Linked DNA regions of Ovis aries: region 1 is linked to region 2. The links are chromatin contacts, called in public Hi-C maps. All regions are on one chromosome and are shown on one strand. Each heading gives the region's core, a stretch centred on a gene start, on an enhancer-like site or on the middle of the called end of the contact. The rest is flanking DNA. Distances are from core to core; before and after follow the strand shown. Region 1 holds the start of AEN (apoptosis enhancing nuclease). Region 2 overlaps MRPS11 (mitochondrial ribosomal protein S11).

Region 1 (6,484 bases), core at 2,203-4,702, 99 kb before region 2:
CATGCAAAGACTGGCATCTTCCAAATCGTCAAGGATGCAGCTTGGGAAGCCTCATCTCATTTGCTGTGCTAAGTCATAAGTCAGCTGGTAGATTTTGAACAGACCACAAAACCAGCGCTTTGAAGTAGTCAGAGCAGGGACTAACTCAGCTCAGAATAAGTACCTAACCAATTCAGGTTCTTTGCATGTAAACCCACCCTTCCCTTGTGAATAGGAAATGGTAAAATCCATGTGTATTTTTAAAAATTATTATTATTTTAAAAGTTACTGGAGTATAACTGATTTACAGTGTTGCTATTAACTTCAGCTGTATAACAAAGTGATCAGTTACACACACAAATATTCCTTTTCATGTGCTTTTCCATTATGATTTATCACAGGATATTGAATATAGTTCCCTGCGCTATACAGGGGGCTTCCCCAGTGGGTCAGTGATTAAAAAAAATCCACCTGCAATGCAGGAGGCGAGGGTTCTATCCCTTGGTCCTGAAGATCCCCTGGAGGAGGGCATGGCAACCCACTCCAGTATTATTGCCAGGAAAATCCCATGGACAGAGGAACCTGGCGTGCTGTAGTCCATGGGGTCACAAAGAGTTGGACATGACTGAGCATCTAAGCAGCAGCAGCAGTGCTATCTATACTTGTTTATCCATCCTATTTGTAATAATTTGCATTTGCTAATCCCAAACTCCCAATCCTTCCCTTCCCCACCCCATTATTTCAGTCTCCTGGTTCATTAATCCATCTTTCATCTAGACTGTATACTTTGATATAGCCTTTAAAATCTTTATAGGTGACCAATTTTAATTGCAACTGTATTCATGAAAATGCTGTTTCCTAGTACATCTGATTAAAATTGAGCTGCTCATTCTTAACTCCTGAATCAACTATTCTTCATAGTATCAAAGGGATTTTCTGTGGAGTCAGTACAGTGTCGTATCCTAGGCTTTCAACTGGTTAGTATATATTTTTATTGCGGCCAAATCCCCATTACGCTACATATTTACATTTATTTTATGTATATATTATAAACCCCCTGCATACACCCACACACACACATAAATATATGGAAGGACCCATGACTGTCATCAGGCCAGGTATTTAAAAAGCAGAAGCGCTAAGTTAGAGAAGGCCTGGCAGTGGAGGAGATACTTTGAAGGGTTTCAGAAAGGTCTACCAGTCAGCCCAGGAAGGGAAGGGCATGCAGACAGGAAAAAACATGGACACAAAGTCCAAGAGGCAGGACAGACTCATGGTGGGAAAGCAAGGATTTGGATGCAGCAACTGGAAAGAAAGGAGGTAGGGGCGAGGAGACGGGGATAGTCAGGGAGAACTGTCCCTGGAGAAAAGTCAAAGTTGGGGCTTCATCCAAAGGTAGGTGGGAACCATCAATCTCCAGAGTTTTAGGGAGAGAGGGACAGGATCACAATTGCCTTAAAGGAAGAGAGTTGGAGAAAGAACATAGGACTCTGCACAAGGGCAGCAGAGATTAAGAGAAATGGGAGGAGAGATGAACTACCTACCATGCGGTGATGCCTGGGCCAGACAGGAGTCTCCATGACATCCTCCCTCTGCTTCCTGATCCCTTCCCCCGAGAACCCTTCTCCTTTTTAAAGGGGCTCTCAACTATAATCACCTTCATATTCACAAGTCACCTACTGAGGCTGACAGATACAGAACCTCAACTTGCCTTGGCCCAGTAATGGGGAGAATGAGGTCTAAGAAGACAGAGAGCCGCTAATAACTGCCTTCTGTAGGGGAGGAGGGACCTTGTCCTTCTCTGAGATGGCCAAGGACCCTGCAAGGTCAGGAGGCCTGGACTAGGGTCGATGGCCTCCCTAAACCTGTTGACAAAGTTTCAAAGAGGCCAGAAATTGGTGGCATGGTGGTAAAGAATTCACCTGCCAATGCAGGAGATGCAGGATCCCTGGGTTGGAAAGATCTCCTGGAGAAGGAAATGGCAACTCATTCCAGTTATCCTTGCCTGGGAAATCCCACGGACAGAGGAGCCTGGAGGTCCGTGGGGTCGCAGAGCCACATGGAGGAGGGGGGAAAAAAGGTCTCGGGGCTCTTTGTTCCAAGAAATGAAAGCAGTCCTCTTCTACATGTCCTGACTTAGCTGACACATCAGAACCAACAGTTAATCATCAAGAGCACACAGTCCTCATCTTGGGCTGCCACACGGAGCTCAGTGAAGCTAGGCAGAAGCTTCGCTCAAACAACAAATGTTTCAGTGAAGCAAACAAATCTCTCTCCCGCCCAGAACCAACATCTGAATCAGCAGCCAACAGGCCTTTGGGCAAAGGAACTCCAAAGTCAGAATCGCCAGTGGCCTCAGGGCCACCAACTTGTGGGCTATCAGGAAGATGGGCAGTCTAGACCCTGCTCTGGCACTAAAGAGCTAGATGAACAGGACCAAGACACTGTCTCCTAACTCAGGGGTCCCCAACCTCTGGGCCACAGACCAGTACCTCCTGTCAGATCAGCAGCCCCATTAAATGAGAAAGAACCATAAGGCACTTGAATTATCCAGAAACCATCCACCCTGCCTTCCCAGTCCATGGGAAAATTTGTCTTCCAAACCGGTCCCTGGTGCCAATAAAAGTTGGGGATGGCTGACCTAACTTAAAACTAGGGTTTATTAAACCCAGCGTCGAACTAGGTTGCTGCTGCTGCTGCTGCTAAGTCACTTCAGTCGTTCCCGACTCTGTGCGACCCCAAGACGGCAGCCCACCAGGCTCCCCCATCCCTGGGATTCTCCAGGCAACCCACCTCCAAAAAGCAGCTCATTATCAGAAACAATTAAGAAGTCTGTTTAAAAAGTCTGATTTCCAAGCCTACCCCCACACCTTCTCAACTGCCATTTGGGGAAAAGGGCCCTCGAATCTATTTCAGACTGCGCGGCCCCGCCCCCCGCAACAGGACACTAATAATCGCCGGAATTTGAGAAAAGCCGGCTCGATGAGATCCCCTGTGCTGCTGAAAAGTTAAAATGAGACAAGAAAGTCCGAGGAGATCCTGCTCAGTCTCCCATGGCCGCCGGCTTTCCGGGGAGTGACTTGCGGGCGGCCCGGCCTCACCAGGGAGGGACTGAAGCACTGGTCACTCAGGGGTCGCGGTTGCCCGGCCAACGCCCACCAGGCCCGGCCCCACTGCCCAGCGCCACCCACTCAGACCCGAGACCCTAGAGCAGGGCGCGATGCGGGCCAAGAGGCGCCCCGGGCCGGGCCTGCACTCCCGGGGCCCCGGGAGCAGAGCCGGCCCGGCCGGGAGTCCCCGGCCACAAGTCGGGGGCGGACACACCTCGCGGGGGCCCTCCGCGGCCTGGACATGTCGCGCCAGCCAGCCCCACCCCGAGATCCCCGGCAGGGTCCCCGAGATCACCTGAAAGCCCCACGAGTCCCCTCACGCCAGCACGTGGCGTCCAGGCAGCCGGCAGCCGCTACACGCCCGGGCAAGCCCGCTGCGGCCGCCCGCCTATTGGCTAGCTGGACGGCAGCTCCCGCCTAAGGCCTTTTCTGATTGGTCGGAAGCCTGGCTGGCTGCCGGTTGGCACTGGGCGCATAAGGGGCGGGGACTCCAAGAGGGGCGTGGTTTGTGCCCAGGCGGGCCCCACCCGCGGAAAATTTTAAAGCCGACTGGAGGGGACTGTGGCCTCTTTTCTCGCCAGGGTCCGCTCCCACCTAGGTCCCCAGGCTCCAATTCATCCCCCTCCCTGGGTGAGGATGTGGACTCTTATGAGCTCCGTGCCACTAAAAGCAGAATGACTTACTGTGTACACACCCACATTTGAAAAAGTTGGCCCCTTCCTCCTCCAGGGTTGAGGAGACTGGGTGAAAGAGTAATACACCTGATAAGCACTAAAGAAAGATTTTTTAAAATTAGGATTGCTTCTTCGGAGCAATTTTTTTCATTGGTCCTTTTGCAGTACTTTATTCATAAGTAATACGTTCCTGCCATGGGCTCCGCAGTGGGATACATAGAATAAGCTTCGTTGGTGGAGATTCTAGTTGCTCACAGTTTGGCACAGTAACAGAAGTTAACAGCTAACTTACTGCAACGTGAGTAATAAAAACAATAATAAAGAGCTTGCATTTATTATTGAGCATTAACAGTATGCCAGGCAAAACACCTGTTTAGTCTGAGGAACTCTTTGAGATATTATCTCTGTTTCACAATTAGGGAGACTGACATTTAAAGAAATTAAGGAAAAACAGCTCAAATCCAAACCAAGACCCTTACCTATGAAGTCAGATTCCTTCTAGCTCCATTTTGCAAGCAGCAGTGCCATCGCAAGGTAACGAGAGGGTCAGAGGTACCTGGGCCTATTTCTGACCAGAATATAGATTTAAGGGAAGCAGGACAAAGGATAAGGCCGCTGGAGAGATAAGCATTCCTACTCAGATTCTTGATGGTTTGGAGGAGATGGAAAGAGTTTCAGCCAGAGCTGGTTCACCAGCAGATCTACATTTGGGGGAGCTCACCCTGGCTGCAGTATGAGAGGAATGGGCCATGCCTGGAGAAAAAGGAGTGGGAGCAGGTGACTGTGGACACTACGGCAGGATAAGATCCTAATGGCCAAAGTGGTGCACGTGTGTGTGCCTGCTCAGCTGTGTTTGACTCTTTGCAACCCGTAGACGGTAACCCACCAGCTCCTCTGTCCACAGGGTTTCCCAGGCAAGAATACTGGAGTGGGTTGCCATTTCCTTCTCCAGAGATCTTGCCGACACAGGGATCAAACCTGCATCTCTTGTGTTCCTGCCTTGGCAGGCAGATTCTTTACCACTGCACCATGTGGGAAGACCAACCAGAGTGCTAGGTAGGGAGGATAAACAGCCTGGGACAGATTCCTGAGCTCCTTAGGAGGCAGCGTTGAGAGGACAGAGAAGGGAAGGAATGCAGAGTAGCTGTTTTCAGACAAGGTGACTTTGTCAGAGGCAACTCTGGGGACAGGAAGGGGTTCAAGAGAGTCAGTTACCAGAACCTCGACTCCTGTGGGACTAGACCTGGGAATGGAACTGGAGTCTTTGAAGTCCAGCTTCCCTCTCCCCTTGTATAACCAGCTGTCTCCCACTTTACAAAGGAAAGTCACAGACACACACCCAGTCTAAACTTTGCTCTGCAACATTGCCCTAGGAATAAAGGAGTCTCCCAATTCTGAATATGAATTGGGTTTCCCAAGTGGCTCAGCAGTAAGGAATCATCTGCCAAGCAGAAGACATGAGTTCTATACCTGGATCAGGAAGATCCCCTGGAGAGAGAAATGGCAACCCACTTCAGTATTCTTGCTGGGAAATCTTATAGACAGAGGAGTCTGGTAGGCTACATGGGGTCACAAGAGAGCTGGACACAACTCAGCAACTGAACAGCAACAACAACGGGCTATGATCCAGGACTGGCAAGAAACCCTTCTACCAGTCTATTGGTTTCCGATTCTTTGCTTTTGCTATGATCCAAGGAGGATTTAATCATGTTGTCAGCTAATAGGTCATTAAAAACATTGTTTTGAGGCTGGATAATTATCAGGAATCAAAAGAATTGAGAGTCATTGCTAGGAAAACTTCCTTCCACTTCTGTCTTTTATCTGAACAATGTTTATTAGTGCTTACATCCATAAAAACAAAATGGAAGGCCCAACTCTTTCTCATTCTCACAAAAAGTATAATCATCCCTGGATTTACAAATTTGATGGAAAAAAGAACTGGTTCAATCTCTTAAAGGGACACATTTCCAATGGCATTTCTAGTGAAAATTTACTTTTTATGTTTAAAGATTATTGCTCGGACAATGAAATGCTGTGTATTTATCATTTGCTCATTTGCAATACAAATAATTGCAACAATATCTCAATCCGGAAGGAAAAAATATAACACTGAGACCCCTATGGGTCACAAGACAGAAAAAAAGAATCACATTTGGAAACTTTATGGGTCACAAGACATTTTTCTAGTGTTAACAAGTTCAAATGGATGTACAGTTTCGTGGCATTAAAATGTGATCAGGTTCTCCAGAAAATATTACCAAACATGAAAACAGATGATGCTAGGATAAAACGCCATAGCAGAAGGTGAATGGAAATATAAGTTGAAGAAGAACAAAGAATGTTGCACATAAATAAAAAAACAAATCCAGATTAAGTAAGGAGAAACTGTTTGAAAGGATTAGTGGGGTGGATGATTGGGAGGAGAGATTTATTGCAATAGAGAAAATGCTCTGCTAATTCTTAAGAGTTAGGCAAAAAGAGTTTCCTTTTATAGGGAGGAGAAAACAGGGCCAGAAAGAATACACTGTGGAAGCAAGAGTGACCAGATCCTTTTATATCAGTAGATATTAGATTTGGAGATTGTTTTACCCTGCTGCTGCTGCTGCTGCTGCTAAGTCACTTCAGTCGTGTATGACTCTGTGCGACCCCATAGACGGCAGCCCACCAGGCTCCCCCGTTCCTGGGATTCTCAAGGCAAGAACTGGAGTGGGTTGTCATTTT
Region 2 (7,228 bases), core at 3,068-5,567:
TCAGCATCAGTCCTTCCAGTGAATATTCAGGACTGATTTTCTCTAGGATTGACTGGTTTGATCACTTGAGTGTTAAACAGGCTTATTTTGATGGTGCTGGTACAGCTCAGTGTCAGTGATTGACCTTGACTGAAAGAAGGGGACATTGCATCTATGCTGAAAGAAACTACTTTTGCCTTTTCGCCTGCAGAGGAGAGAAGTGAGGGGAGAGGGGAGGAGAGGCTTTCCTCATGTAGCCAGTCCCAGGCCACCAGCTTTGAGCTGCAGACACACTCATAGCAATAACCGGAGGCCCTGCTGCCAGGAAACAAGGAAGTGTGTCACGCGTGCTGATGCCAACACTTTGCTTGTGCAAACACTCAGGACCCAGGGCCGGGCTCTGTCTTCTTGGCCTAGGGGAAGTGCAAGCACATGGCCACCTGTGTCTCAGGCCTGGCAGGCTGGCTTCAGAGAAGGGCTTGTGCCAGTGGGGACAAGGCAGCCTGGCATTTTGGGTGAACAATAAAGCCTTAAGTAGTCAGTGAAAATGCCTTAGTGCCCTCTGAGGAGGAGCCACTCTCTGAGGCCAAGACCCTATGATTAAGAGGTGATACAGTCTAAGAGGGGCTTCCCAGGTGATGCTAAAGTGGCAAATAACCCACTTACCAATGTAGGAGACCTAAGAGATGTGGGCTTGACCCCTGGGTTGGGAAGATCCCCTGGAGAAGGACATGGGAACCCACTCCACTATTCTTGCCTGGAGAATCCCCATGGACAGAGGAGCCTGGCGGGCTACAGTCCACGGGGTCGCACAGAATCAGACACGACTGAACTCATGCACAGCCTAAGAGAGCACAAATTCACCGGCTACTTAGAGCCTGGACCCAGCAGGGCCCTGGGGCTCCCAGCAGTAAAGCTGTGTTGTCTTCCTGGGCACCCTGACAACAGCGCCACCCCAGCTGGCTCCAAGGCCCCCCGTTTCTGGTCTGAGACAGTGATCCTTTAAGGCCCCCAGCATGCTACTTGTAGGCACTCTTAGTATCATCCTTTTCAAAGCCCTCTTGGGAACACCACTTTCTAAAACGACAGCATTAAGGAGGATTTCACTTCTGGAATGATGGAGACCACCTGTGCTTCCTCTTCTCCACATGCCCCTCTGGATCTGTTCCACACCCCCTGCCTGGCAAGCATGCCCTCCAAGGATGGACCAGAAGCTCCCCTGTGTTCTGGTTCTCATTGGATTCAGCCGTTGGGGATGTTGGGTGGTCAGAGGCTGGAGCAGTCAGGGTGTTTCTTCACTCTGCCTCTGCGGGGCCGAAGTTTTGGCACAGGCTGTGTTCCCGTGACTGGAGCTTTGGCCAGGCTCAGGGGACAGGTCCTTCTCCTGCCCCTGCTGGTCCTCAAGGGCTCCAACGTGCTTATCCCCTGACCCTGCCCGCACTTCTGTAAAGTGAAATTGTTAGTTGCTCGGTTGTGTCTGACTCTTTGCGGACCCAGACCGCAGCCCACCAGCTCCTCTGTTGATGGAATTCTCCAGGCAAGAATACTGCAGTGGGTTGTCCTTTTCTTCTCCAGGATATCTTCCTGACCCAGGGATTGACCCCAGGTCCATCTGAGGCACCAGGAAGCCCCTCTTTTGAACCATCTGCCTCCTGCTCTGATTAACTAACTGCTCCAGGCCCTCACGAGCCCTGTGTTTTAAGCATCATGCTCACATGCAGTTTTACGGTGCAAAGTGTTAACTCCCTCTGGCAGTGGCTCTAACACCAGAAACCTTCAGTTGGGTTCCTTAGTCACTGGCCACAAGTATCCTTCACAGGTCCTGCTCAGGATGGAGGAGGCAGCAGGGAGACACTTTCCTCCTAAATGCACATTTAGATCATGGTCTTTCTCCCTTCTCTAGCCTGTACAGCACAGCAGCTTCCCTATTTGAGAGGGCGTTTGTGGACTTACTACACGGAGGTCAGGCAAATAGCAGCGCTTGGCTGGCTGGGCCCACGTGACACCTGTCAGGTCAGCAGGCCCTTCCTGTAGACTCACCTCTGAGGGTCGTGCACCTTTCCATCTCCTGTGATGCTTTCATCCTTGGTCCTCTTTGTCCGAGGAAGAGGGAGGGGTCTCTCTGGCTGGGCCCCTGGAGCCCCCACCTGTGGCTTCTGTGTAGCATCCAGTGACCCCAGAGCCCAGGCTGAGCAGTCAGTGCTACCTGGTGGGACCGGCTGAGCTCACCTGGCTGGGGACTCCCTTTCCTGCACTTCTGTCTGGGCTCTGCGCTCACCCATCCCACCATCCACACTAATTCCTGTTTCATACCACTCTCCCGTCCTCCTTCAGGGCCACACAATCTTGGGTGTTGGGACTGCTGACGCCCATGGAATGCGGAAAGATGCTTTGACTGTGGGGAATCTCTGATGGTTCACGCTGGTTATCTTTTTTACATGTAAGGGTTAACATCTTTATTTTTAAAATTTGTTTTGGAGTTTAGTTGCTTTATAATATTGTGCTAGTTTCTGCTGTACAGAAAAGTGAAGTGGCTATATATATTCCCTCTCTTGTTGGATCTCCTTCCCATTTAGGTAACCACAGACCATGTAGCAGAGCTGATGGTTCACGCTTACGAAAACCCCATCCCAGGACAATTCTCCTGCATTGTTAGGGCTAACTTTAGACATTTCCATTAACAGTGAAACCTACTATCAGAATACTCCAGAGGTAGGGGGCAAAAACCTCTCAATTTGGGGTCAAATTACAAGTTAATAAGAAAAGTTGCTAAAGAGCTCGGGAAACCTTGGTTTAGGGGCTAAAGAGGAAATATTTGAAGCCAATGAGGAAGTTGTCTGGTGCTTAGTTGCCCATATTTACATCTTACTCCTTCCATTGAGGGTCTTACCTCAATTCACAGTCTTGTTTTCAGGAACTGGGGGGAAGTTTAAGTCTGCAATGCTGGAAGCAAAGAAAAAAAAAAAAAACAAAAAACAACCAAACCAAAAACTCACAAACTACTACAGATGGTAGAAATAATTTTATTTTTTCAGAAGAGAAGCAGCATTTACTGCTGGGAGTCTAGGTCAAGCTGCCCTTTAACTCCCCTCATGTCCAAGAGAGGCACGGCTTCACTTCTAGCCACACCGCTCTCGTCAGAAGCAAGCAAAGGCCGCCGAGTAAGGAGGTGAAGGTCTCCCTTACTGCCCCAGGGTCTCAACGAGCCCTGCCTGGAGAGGCTGGACAGTGCGTTTTCCACGAGGCCCAGCTGGAGGCAGGACGACATCAGGTGCAGGCTTCCTGGCCCTCACAGCCTTCGCGCCTTCCTGGGGCGGCAACCGTTGTGTGGGATGGGGGTGTTGTCTGTGATTGAGATCACTTCCAGGCCCCCCATGGTCAGGCCCTTGATGGCAGACTGGAAGGGGCAGGAGGAACAGGAGGATGGCACAGACCAGAGATGACGCCCCGGTGTCCAGACAGGGCTCGGACAGGGATGGGGATGGGGAGGCTGGCTCTGACGCCTGCCATCCAATCCCCTCCTCCCAGAGGCCTCCTCCCAACCCCTCCCCCAGGCCCTCAGTGCTGCCCACCTCCCGGTCCCACCTGCCATTCCCCACCCTGCCCTTTACAACCTAAAGACAAACAAGTCTTAAGCATTACGCTTTTGTAGTTCCCCCTGCCCGCAATGTGCCCCTCGCCCCCAAACTCATAAACACACCTGGCTAGTCCCTCGGCATTCTTGAGAAATCAGTAGAAATGTCACCTCTTTGGGGACACTTTGGTGATCCCACCCAAAGGGCTCCCAGCACCCGGGGCACAAGCTTCACCACTGTACCCACGAGTCTGTCCAGAGGGACTCATTTGTGACAGGCCCCAGGGACCCCCTTCCTGTCCCCAGCAGGCACTCAGTAAGCATCTAAGAAACGGAAACTACGTGATCAGGGCTGGCCTGGAGAGGCTCAGTGGATCAGAAGCAATGGAGACAAACTTCAAGCCGTCAGGGAAGTCTAGTCCCTCCTCTGCCCCGACCCCTACTTCTCTCACTAACTGGAGGACGAAGCGCAGAGGCTGGGCTGTGAAGAAGCGAGGTCACTTACCAAGCGCCCGGGCCCCAGGCCTTTGACCACAACTCGGACGTGGGTCACGCCTTTCCCTGTAGCTTTCTGCCAAGGAGCAGCAAGTGGTTAGTGCCCCTGGGAAAGAACCGCAACAGTCCCAGCCTTTGCTACCGCCCCCTGGAGTGACAGGGCTATGAGCTCCAGGGGACAGGAACCCACACAGGCAAACAGGAGAGGACCGGGAAGGAAGCAGAGGGCTGACCGCTGCAGTGCAGACAGACGAGCGCAGTCAGCTGGGGGCCCTTTCCGCCCGGGACGGCACTGCCACCTAGTGGATACTTTGAAATATTGCTCAGATTGTTCTCTGGATAAATGCACAATTTCAGACCATAACAATCCCTGGACTCCTGGCTGAGCCTCAATACCCTCGTAAAGAGTATTCTTTAATCATTTTAAATCTTTCATTACAGTTGAAAGCTTTCTTTCTTGATTATAAAGGCGGTTTATTACAGAAAGTCTGGAAAACTCACAGAAGTCACTCAACCCACCGTGTGGAAGCCACCTGTAACACTGACATTATTTTCTAAGTGTATATAACGTGTCCATCTAGTGGCCGTTGGCGGCATTGTGATGGTCACTAATGCAGTGCTGTCAGTACTTAGGGAAATGGAGCTTTGTTCGAGGGTCAGGGTCTCCTTCAGGGGACACTCTGGGTTTGGCAGTGTGACCCTTTGTGGGGCCTGCGTCCCAGCAGCCAGTGTACAGGCTCTGGGCCCAGACCTGGGCGTTCAGTTCAGGGAGCCTGACTGGCTGCACGGCTGAGCAAGTGACACACTCCGAATGCCAACTGACTTTTAAAACGTGGGTAATACTGAGGGTCTTCGAGGATTCAAGATAATGAACATACAGTATCTGGTGTGTAGTAGATCTGCTCTGCCCTGCTCAGTCGTGTCTGACTCTGCGACCCCACGGACTGTAGCCCGCCAGGCTCCTCTGTCCATGGGATTTCCCAGGCAGGAACCCTTCTCCAGGGGACCTCCCCCCCGAGGGACTGAACTCGTATCTCCTGAGTCTCCTGCATCTGCAGGTGGATTCTTTACTGCTGAGCCATAAGGGAAGCTTGTATAGTAGATACTCCATAAACACACACTAACAGCGGCACACTGCCAACTTGCTTCTAGAAAGATCTGCAGCAGTTCATGCTCAGTCTAGTACTGCAGAAGCGTCCTCCCCAAACTACACCTTCTCCAGATGGACTATCACCACAACCCCACCCCACCCACCCAGCCCTCTGGTCTTTAAATCCAGAAGGCCTTGTGAGACTTCAGCAGCTGGCCCCTGCTCCTTCTAGCTACAATCACGTTAGGGGACCCGACACGAGTTGGCAAACTCGTGCTTCTGAAGGGCTAGTGCAAGGACAATCTTCCTCCTGGTGATCAGCCATGCAGAAAGTGGAGCCCAGCACAGAGGGAGCCGGAGAGAACACGCACGCACGTACGCATGCACGCACGCACGCACGCACGCACACACAGACACCTACCGCCGCAGCAGCTATGCCCGCTGTCTGTGCTGCGATGCCCGTGCCCTTCTTGGCATTCCGAAACCCCTCTGTGCCACAGGAGGCGCGGGCAAGGGGCTGGTGAGCGGCCGAGACCACCTGGATCTGTGTGCTGGGGAGGAAGGGGTGTACAGAATATGATGTCTGTTCAGGGGAGTGAGAGAGCACCAACCTATGCCCAGACAAGCCCCAGTGAGCAAGGAAAACACCATTTAGCTGCTTCCACCCTGAGCTTATCAGATGAGTTTTTTGAACTCTGGTAGGAGGTGTCAGGAAAGGTCAGAATCAACCCCTAAACCTCTGAAAACTGACAAGTCGCAAACTCTACAAGAAGCTATTATGCATGGAAAGTCTGTGTTCCCCCACCTAGATTCATGCTGAAATTCAAACCCCTAATGTGATGGCTCTGTGAGGTGGGGCCTTTGGGAGGCGATGAGGTCATGAGGGTGGAGCCCTTGTGAGTATCAGTGGCCCGTCTCAGTGGTCTCTTCCACCACGTGAGGACATGAGAAGCTGGCCACCTGCAGCCTGGAAGAGCTCTCGCTAGAACCCGACCCTGCTGTCACGCTGATCTCTGACCTGCGGCCTCCAGACTGTGAGAAATAAACGTCTGCTGTTTCAGCCACCCAGTCTGGTACTTTGTTGTAGCAGCCTGAGCTGACCGACACCAGCGCCATGATCTGAGGGCGCTGAGTGTCATCCACAGGAGGGGTGGCGTATTTTCCCCTTCACATCTTGCCTGAAGACAATGTTTAAAGTAGATTCAAAGTCCTTTCTGGCATTCCCCAGCCCCCCACCTCCCCAAGAAACTGAATTTCACATTGGGTGATTTTAATGACTTTTCACTGGTAAAGTTAGAATTTCACATTGGGTGATTTTAATGACTTTTTATTGGTAAAGTTTCAAATATACTCAAAAGCGGATATAATAACGTCTGAACTCCCCTGGGCTCACCATTCAGCTTCAACAATTAATAACTCATATCCAATCTGGTTTCATCTTTAAGCCTTGTTTCTTCTACTCCCCTCTACACCCTACTAAGGGTTTATTTTGAAGCAAATCTTAGACCCATCATTTCATCTGTATTTCATTATATATCTCTAAAAGATAAGTAGTCTTCAACAAGTTAAATTAAAACTAAGAATAACTTCCATAAATCCCTAGACTTGCTTTCCACTCCTCCCTTAACCACCACCTGGTCTCATGGGCTGAAGAGCCCTCGAGAACTCACAAGCAGGGGAAGTGGAGGGTGGTTACAAGGTGACCTGCTGGAGCCAGCCCTGGGCTGGGGCCATCTGCTATGGGCCTGGCTATGGCTGCCATTTCCCTCCTAAGGCTTCTTAGGTCTTCTACACCAAACAGAACCACAAGAGAATTGCTTGTCCCTGAGACAACCTCAACAGAGCTCTACAGAGTAGGCCTCTTTAAAAAAGCAAAGAAACAAAGAGAACTAGCCTATACCGTTATCAGCCCGAGAAGAGAGGGACACCCAGGGGCTCTGACTCTGGGCTTGTAAGATGACAGCTGAAACGTGTCCTACGGCACCTCGCCTGGCACCCCACCTCTAGCCCTGACCACCCACTGTCTTTTGTACTGTTCTCTAAATTGCTTCGCAGGCCACTGCTGACCAAATACCAACCCCACCTCTAAG

What was found. Hi-C and Micro-C count contacts between places; a contact is called where the count stands out from the background.
Region 1: a Hi-C map of hypothalamus shows a contact between it and region 2, with 5 times the contacts expected there. The contact joins the promoter of AEN here to the enhancer-like site in region 2. A contact is called at or near these places in 13 of 16 Hi-C or Micro-C datasets (blood, hypothalamus, liver and 5 more).

What each region holds. Positions count from the first base shown.
Region 1 is chr18:18,975,666-18,982,149 of ARS-UI_Ramb_v3.0, reverse strand. It overlaps AEN (apoptosis enhancing nuclease), which reads right to left and starts at 3,452. Exons shown (of 4, transcript XM_042235654.2): 1 at 1,524-3,452. The coding sequence starts at 1,642.
Region 2 is chr18:18,876,515-18,883,742 of ARS-UI_Ramb_v3.0, reverse strand. It overlaps MRPS11 (mitochondrial ribosomal protein S11), which reads right to left. Exons shown (of 4, transcript XM_060401632.1): 4 at 2,987-5,689. The coding sequence ends at 5,377. Among named protein-coding and RNA genes, the nearest start is that of MRPS11, 10 kb to the right of the region's middle. Within about 2 kb of position 4,317, at least 9 of the 54 cell types and tissues checked have an H3K27ac peak or open chromatin away from gene starts, as enhancers often do. A contact at or near this core is called in hypothalamus and liver, where this site is marked.